Linked DNA regions of Mus musculus: region 2 is linked to region 1. A link is a contact called in public HiChIP or PLAC-seq data. All regions are on one chromosome and are shown on one strand. The core of a region is the stretch at or near the end of the contact, and the rest is flanking DNA. Distances in the headings are between cores, read along the strand shown. Region 1 overlaps Rnf213 (ring finger protein 213). Region 2 overlaps Baiap2 (brain-specific angiogenesis inhibitor 1-associated protein 2).

The links. HiChIP or PLAC-seq counts read pairs in DNA pulled down with a chosen protein or histone mark.
Region 2: an H3K27ac HiChIP or PLAC-seq map of large pre-B cells shows a contact between it and region 1, with 4 times the contacts expected there. The contact joins two enhancer-like sites. A contact is called at or near these places in 2 of 484 Hi-C or Micro-C datasets (both in embryonic stem cells), 5 of 115 datasets of contacts at active chromatin or transcription factors (embryonic limb bud, embryonic stem cells, large pre-B cells and 2 more) and 2 of 9 other capture datasets (embryonic stem cells and liver).

What each region holds. Positions count from the first base shown.
Region 1 is chr11:119,417,140-119,421,221 of GRCm38.p6, forward strand. It overlaps Rnf213 (ring finger protein 213), which reads left to right. Exons shown (of 68, transcript NM_001040005.3): 12 at 935-1,160; 13 at 2,034-2,089; 14 at 2,927-3,080. Among named protein-coding and RNA genes, the nearest start is that of Mir1932, 29 kb to the left of the region's middle. Within about 2 kb of position 2,417, at least 56 of the 459 cell types and tissues checked have an H3K27ac peak or open chromatin away from gene starts, as enhancers often do.
Region 2 is chr11:119,953,766-119,957,847 of GRCm38.p6, forward strand. It overlaps Baiap2 (brain-specific angiogenesis inhibitor 1-associated protein 2), which reads left to right. Exons shown (of 14, transcript NM_130862.4): 2 at 3,337-3,412. Among named protein-coding and RNA genes, the nearest start is that of Gm11767, 13 kb to the left of the region's middle. Within about 2 kb of position 1,891, at least 135 of the 459 cell types and tissues checked have an H3K27ac peak or open chromatin away from gene starts, as enhancers often do.

The DNA.
Region 1 (4,082 bases), core at 1,167-3,666:
TGCATGCATGCATTAAGTTCATATATCATCTGGTAAGTTTATGGAAGTGGGGGTAGAATTTGAAGTTTCTGAGAAGCCTTGACACTAAATAGAACTTAGAAGAAAATGTATTTTTACAACATCTCCCCCGACCTGTTAGGAAGCACCATCACTGCTGCCGCCGCCTTGCACTTGGATCCTTATTTTCAGAAATCTTCCAATTTCCATAAGTTACTGAGTATAGGTTATTTGATAAAACAGAAGGTAAGACCTCAAGTGATCCTGAGCACAGTCAACTGTTAACCCCACTTAGCCTTGCAGATCCCTGGTTAGGGATGGGTGTGACTCAGAGAGTGACAAACAGCGTCTGTACTCTGTGTGGGAGGTGGCCAGCGGCACAGTGGAGAGTAGCATTATGGAGGAAGTCCCACGACCCCTGCCATGATGCCCAGGGTACCATCTGCAGCTGCTGTCTTTCCCAGAACTTTAGGAATAACAGCGGCATGTTGTGCTGTGGGGCATCATGGTGAACCTTGGCCTCTGGGGTGGTGGCTTTGGTGGAGTCTTGGGTAGAAACGTGTACAGGGGTCAGGACTATGACCAGCTTACAGTGTGTGGTGACATCCAGTGGTGGTGGTGTGGGGCTAAGAACCAAGACAGTTGTTGGATTGGATCCTGATGCAGGCTGACCACAGCGACAGGGATGAGCAGTCACCCTGGGCTCTTGGGTCTCAGTTTCTGCCAACTGAATCCACACAAAGCTTGCCGCTCCATCCAGTTCTGCCCCTGATATGGTACAGGATGAAGCAGAGAGCCCCTCATGGTCTGGAAGGAATCATCCAGTCTTCAGGGGTACCTTGACTTTCGTTTCCCACAAAGCATTGCAACCCTTTAGATCAGAGCCTGCTGTCCTGACTGCTGCCGTCTCACCGTGCCGTGTGTTGCCTTTCCCCAGGAGCCAGCCCCTCCAGTTCATGCAGAGTAAGATGGCCCTGCTGCGCGTGGATGAGTACCTCTTCCGCTCCTGGCTCAGCGTGGTCCCTCTTGAAAGCTTATCTTCCTACTTGGAGAACTCCATAGACTACCTGAGTGATGTGCCCGTGAGGGTCCTGGACTGTTTGCAAGGGATTTCATACCGTCTTCCAGGGCTAAGGAAGATCTCAAACCAGAACATGAAGAAGGTGTGTTGTGGGGACAGGTTAGCAAGTGCTGGCTTAGGAAGAACAGGTTAACTGCCACAGGGCGGGGAGCACTCAGTGTTAGAGCAAAAGCCCGAGTCTCATCCTCAGCACCACAAGCCCAAGGAAAGAGAGGTGAGTGAGGGAGGAGTGAAAACACACACACACACACACACACACACACGAGAGGGGTGGGGTGGGGGTGGTGGTGGCGTGTAGATTTAGTCAGATGTAATGACGTTGGTTCTGCTAGGTGTGGTGATGTTTCCTGTGGGCAAAGGCTAGTTTGCCTGAGTTTATCAATAGCTTTTTCAACTTCTATCTTAATTTCTTTAAACAGCTGTGCTTGGTGGAACTCTAAGGCAGGGTGGGTGTGACCTGAGACACACAGAGAACATGGATCTATCAGGCTGGGTGATGGTCCATTTGGTAAAGTGCCTGCCTGCCACACAAGCTTGAGGATCTGAATGAATGGAACCACACTGACTCCCAGCACACTGTGGCCTGCACTTACAGGGGCCAGATCCTTGCTTACTGTCCAGCCACTTAACTGGTGATTTCCAAGCCAATGAGAGATGCTGTCTCAGAAGCAAATGGATGGCTTCTGAGCAAACACAGTCTACTACACACGTGTGAAAACACACACACACACACACACACACACACACACACACACACACACACACACACACACACAGGTATGCTCAGAAGACAGAAAGCCTTGTGATTTTGTATTGTGACTTTACTAATGTGAGGCAGAAGCGTAGCTGTTTGGAATCAGTGCTCTGTGTGTCCAGAGGCCTTTCTTTTCTTGGCTCAATCTCCACAAACACAGCCACGTCAAGATTACATCCTCCCTTCTCTTCACTGTCTTAGGATGTCGAGAACGTCTTTAAAATGCTGATGCACCTTGTGGACATTTATCAGCACAGGTAAGTAGAGAGGCCAAAGGCAGCTTTGTTTTCCACACAGCTCTGGGAGGAATGGTGGCTGTCCCTGCTGGCCACAGCTTCCTGCACACATGCTGCCTCACTGGGGAGATTGCAAACCAACACCACGCTTTCCAAGCCATGAAGCGCTGTGTGTCCAGCTCTGGCTGATCAAGGTTTGCCCCTGCTCCATTTGCTGTGTGTCCCTTCACGGTACTTCCCGAGTCCTGGCTTCCATCTGGAGGCAATCAGGCGTTTGGAGAAGTCAAACGTGATCGTATGACTTCCTGTTCCCCTGGCTCTGACCAGGAGCCGAGCACAGGCAGTTGGAGGAAGGGTGAGTTCTCTCTCACTGTTTGAGGGCTACAGTCCACACCGGTGGGGAAGCCCTGTCAGGGGAGCAGGAAGCAGGTCTCGAGCTGCATCTGAAGTCAGGAAGTGGGGAGAGACCAGTGCTGATGGTCAGATCTTTTTCTGCCTTGACTTCAGCCTGCAGCTGCCATGAGTTGGAGTCACAGACATTTGTTCTGTGGGGACCCAGACTTTAAGTCCTCCGATAGTACAGCAAGTGCTTTTGACTACTGAGCCCTTTCTCCAGCCTCCACCCCCTTTTTCTTTTGCAAACTGAGGATTGAAACCCAGCATGTCAGGCATGCTGAGTAGTTAAACCCCTGCTTGCCCCGTGTGCAAACACACTCAGTAAACACGAACCAGCACGTGTAGGCCAGGAGACACCCCACACAGAGGACCCGCTCTTTTTAATTTAACCTTTTTCTTCCCCTCTTCGCTATTCTCATTTCTCACCTATTTCAATGATTTCTCTGTACTTTTTTTGGGTAGGATCTTTGGGGAGAACCTGCTACAGATCTACTTGACTGAGTGTTTGACCCTCCATGAAACTGTCTGCAACATCACAGCTAACCACCAGTTCTTTGAGATTCCTGCCCTGTCTGCTGAGCTTATCTGTAAACTGCTTGAGCTCAGTCCTCCAGGGGTGAGTGGGACTTGTTCGTCTGACACTGTATTGGAGGCGTAGGCTTCCGGTAACCTCAATTTGAAAGGGAATCCGAGCTGATTCAGCCATGAGGGAGTTGACTGAGGCTCTCTGTTCCAGCTGAGCTCTCTCTGGGCTGGAGGCAGTTCTGGGGCTTGGGTTGGAGGGAGGGAGGGAGGTGGTAGGCCAGGCTTCTGATGTCCAAGGGCAAGCTAAAGAGCAGAACCCCACTGTTAACTGGGTACTTCTTTCCCACTGTTGACAGAACACACTGGGGACCATCCTACCCTGAGCACAGGTCCACTCCTTGTTTTCCCCTTGGGAACTTTAAGTTAAACTGAAGAGCAAAATTGGTGTCCCTAGAGGTGGCCCAGTACACCTGCACCTTCACCAGCTTGCAGTCCTTTGTGCTTGCCGGAGAGAGCTGCATTCCGTGGCTGCCTCGTCAGATCTTCCTACCTCTCTTTGAACTTGATTTTTTTTTTTTTTTTTTTTTTTGGTTTTTTGAGACAGGGTTTCTCTGTGTAGCCCTGGCTGTTCTGGAACTCACTCTGTAGACTAGGCTGGCCTCGAACTCAGAAGTCCACCTGCCTCTGCTGGGCGCCACCACGCCCGGCTTCTGAACTTGATTCTTCTTGTCACCTTCAGTTGCCTTGTGCAGCTGAGATAGTGTTCTCTCATTGTTGTGGGTCACTCCCCCACCTGAGTCTGTGCGCCTCCATTTGGAAATGCTAGCGGACTTTTTCACTGTCTTTTCACTGACTTTCTTCACAAACACAACTCTGACTTTATCGATGGGAGATAGATAGTTAAATGTATATTTTAATGTTATTCCTTTTAGTTTTTCTTTACAAAATTTATACTGCGTGTATGTATGCATGTATGTGCATTTGCATGTGCACGCATGAGTGTATGTGAGAAAGACCCAGACAGAGACAGAGACACAGAGCCCACACCATGGTCTGGGTCTGGAAGTCAGGACTACTTGTAAGAGTCAATTTT
Region 2 (4,082 bases), core at 641-3,140, 540 kb after region 1:
GAGTTTCCCAAAGCCCCAGTCCTTTTGGGACGTGTTCCATAGAATAGTCTCCTGTGAGTTTGCAGGCACCCCTTAGTGGCATGTGGAAGGTATCTTTAATAAGTACTGAATGAGCAGGTGGATAAGTAAAAGAATTCTGGTTCTAAATATAGTTCCTGGTCCAGAAAAGCCACCCAAAAGCCACCCCACAGTCACAGTGCATTTGGGACAGGCAGGTCACAGGCCTGGGTTTTGAAGGAAGTGTGAGGCTTGCTCACTGAGTAGGATTCTGTCCAAGCAGTAGAGATGGCCTCAGTTGCCCCTAGGCTTGAGAGTGCCCTCTGAGGACCATGAAGCTCTCAGCATGGAGAGCTGGCTTTAGGTTTCAGGGATGGGGAGGCTCCTTCAGCTCCTCCTCTGAATCTTGAGTTTGTCTTGTCTTGACTTTTCTCTTTTGTTCTGTTCTTTATCTTTTGTTTTTAAGGTTTTGTTGTTGTTGTTGTTGTTGTTGTTTGTTTTTGTTTTTTGTTTTTGTTTTTGTTTTTGAGATAGGGTTTCTTTGTGTAGCCCTGGGTGCCCTGAAACTTTGGCCTTGAACTTAGAGCTGACCTGCTCTGCCTCGAGAGCGCCCTTAGCACCCAGCTTGTTTATTTTTTGCAAGGTCAAAAGTGCAGCTTCTGCTTTTCTCCTTGGTGCTCCTTGGTGTTGATAAGGAAGGCATCCCTTCCTTGGTCAGCAAACCCTTCCAGCTGACTGCTTCTGCTTAGCACCTTCCTCACACCGCTCCAGGCACGAGCTTGTTCTCTTATGAGGAGCCAGTCTAGAGCTGGTGGGCAGGGAGTGTACTCACCCAGGAGGGGCTGGGTGAAGTGGGGCAGGAAGAGCCACCAGGGCAGTATGGCTTACTATGTCAGAATGGCTTCTAAATGAACCCTAGAATAATGAGTTGGACTGAGCTCAGAGATCCCGACATAAGCAGATGTGGGGGTACACCTGTATGTGCACACACCCCAAATGGATTCCCACTTTGTGAGCCACTGGGTTTCCTTATAAGGTAGCTGGAAGCCAAGTGACTCAAAGAAAAGTCAGGACACTGGCCAGGAGCCTGGAAATAAGCCTGCTCCTTCAGAGCAGGCCCACTTTTCCAGCCAGGGCAGGTGTCTCTTTGCAGACCTGGAAAGAAACTGGTCCTCTATGGCCAGGAGAGGCCTCCCTCAGAGTGTCAGCCCAATGGCATTCATGCTGCCGCCACTGCCTTCAGGCCAAGACAGCAGACACAGTACATCCCAGGCTAACTGGCTGCTCTTGAGCAGGTGGAGGCTGTGGCCATGCCTAGGTGTCCTGGCTGGCACTTCAACACCCACATTGCCCAGATAACTCCCTCTTGCATTCCTCCTGTATGAGCTCAACTGCATTGAGGAAGTGAAACCTTACAGTTGCCCTCTGCATCACAGGAGGCATGGCAGGTGCCTCAGCGGTCTGTCTCACTTGGCCTTGAGTGGTTTCTGGTATATTCTCCTGTCATTCAGGATGTTAATGAAGCTCAGAGGACTGATCTAAGCTAAGCCTCCTTTTCCTCCCAGGATCCTCAGGGGCATTCCTAGAGCCAAACTCGTGGGTCTACTCCTAGACTCAGTTTCTTCAGCATTTTGCCATGTAACACCCCTGTCTGCTTCCCAGGTACTCTTTGGATTGCACAGTTCAGATAGATTCCCTAACACAATATACATCCACCTCAATTTCCTGTCCCCTGTGTCTGCCTCTCCTGTCTCTCCAGTCAGGTCCCAACTGTCCTCAGACACTGCCTGGTATACAAAGGAATTGGGTCCTGACGGGAACCTCCTTCCTTCCCTTCATAATCAGCAGGGAGGTTCCTCTTAACTTCCTGTTTGACCCTTGACTAGAGTCTCTACAGCCTGGGGCCTTTTTAATGCTTCCAGCTTGGCTCTACTCAGACGCTCCCTCCCAGTTTCCTATCCTGTCTGAGGGACATTACTACACTCACTCACTTCCTCTCCTGTTTGCTCCTGGAGCCCCTTCAGGGCTGCTTGCTTGGCCGGGGGCATTTACACTGCTCTGGCCTACCTGCCTCCTTTTTTAGTCACAACTGGTCCTTCCTGCCCTCCTGTCTCCAGCTTTGTTGGAGCCCTTCTGCCTCCCCTCCCTAGTTGCTGGTTGTGGGATGGGACCTGGAGATTGGTTGGTTGCTGAGTGTCCCTTCCATGTGTGGTCTCTGGGCTAGCATGAAGAGATAACCAGGAAGACAGTGCCCCCGGCCCTGTAGATTTGGCTGAGAAGTGTTGCTGCGTGAGGTTCCTGTGTTCTGGGAGCCTTCGTGGAGTGACGGGTCAGCAAGCCAGGCCCACATGTGAAAGGGATGAGTGAATGGTAGCTTAGAGCTGGAGTCTTCATTCCCAGGAATGAGGGAGGGTCTTCATGTCTCATGCTGATGGTATCCTGCCATACTTAAGGGCAGGCCAATATAGAATGTATCCACCCGTGGGTTTTCCAGAGCCAGGCCCCATTGTGGACACTGGCCCTGGTGCCTTTAAATGTCCCTCTTATCTGTTGTGTTGGCTCTTCAATGAGGCCACCAGTTGGACAGAGTTGGTATAGAGCCTGGTGGCTTCCGTTTCCATCATCCTCAAAGAGTTGGGCTCCTTGTACGGCACTGTCCCCCATGGCTTAGGATGTGGTCTGGTCAGGTTTTCTTTCAAAGTTCCTCCTGGGGTCTTCCCTGACTGGCGTAGGCTGTTGACAGTGTGGGTATTCTGCTAGTAGGATTCTCATTTGGCTGCTGTTTGTGTGTGCCTGTTTTTATGCCATGTAATTAAAACATTTATTTGGCCTTCGCAGTGAAAATCTAATTTCTTGAGTCTAAGAACTGCCGATATTGGCACAGGGACTGCAGTCCGTCGTGTAAACAGATCCGGAGCCTGTTGGATTGTTCATAGCATGGTATTTGTAAATCAGGCTGTGCACTGCTGTAATCAGAGCTGATGTTGGTAATTGGTGTGTTGAGTTAGGGTGGTGGTGTGGGGGGCGTCGCTGAGCATTTGTGTGTGGCCGACGGGTGGCCTCCCACGGCTGACTCAGCCCCGCCAGCCTGGTGCCTCAGAAGCCATGGCTGTGAGTGCTGCCTGTGCCATGCGGCCCTGCGAGGACCCTTGTTGCTGTGCAGACAGCCCTCTACAGAAGGCTCCTGTCCACACCTGGGTGCAGTGCTCACAGCAGGCAGAGCTGGGGCTTCAACTTGGGGAGGTTGGCAGTGTTCCTGACCCCATCCAGGCTGAGCCCTGGATCCCAGCTATGGGTGGATGGTGGTGAGGTGACGCTGCTTTCTCTGTTCTTTTCCAGACCATCATGGAGCAGTTCAACCCCAGCCTCCGCAACTTCATCGCCATGGGCAAGAACTATGAGAAAGCACTGGCAGGTATAGCTGGCCCCTGGCTAGCAGATGAGCTTTCTTCCAGCCTCTTACTGCCTGGGGAGAAGCTACTAGGCCTCATCTGGATGAGAGGAGTAGAGTGTGTGTGCACCCCCATGCTCAGAGTGTGACCCTGCACTTACTGTGACCACAGGCCCTTACCATACAGGCTGGTCTCAGTGCAGGCTGCTTAGAGACAAGGGTGTTGATATGTCTATTCTTTGGAATTTCATGTTAAGTAAAGGATTGGGGTTGGTGCTAGTGGGGACTTTACCACAGCACTACCAAGTGGCCTCCAGCACCACAGTCCTCTCAGGTACCGTAATCTATTCTGTTGATGGCTGCTCCAAGCACACCTGACCCTGTAGTAGGACCATGGCAACAATCTCCTGAATAATCCCAGAGGTCACTGAGGTGAGATGTGGGAGGAGAATACCCCATGGGCCTGGTCTATTGGAACTCACAGCACTGAGCCAAAGCCCTGAGGGCTGGCCTCCTGATTATGTGAGACATAAGGAGGATGTTGGAGGGCTCCCCTTGGCTCTCCCAGGGCCACTGCCCTACCCTTCTCTGCAGCACTGGGCTCAGTAGCATAGCCCCTAGAGACCTGTGGGATCCCAAAGATCATGAGTTCAGATTCTGTCCCCTAGGAATTACCATCTCCTTTGTGGAAGAA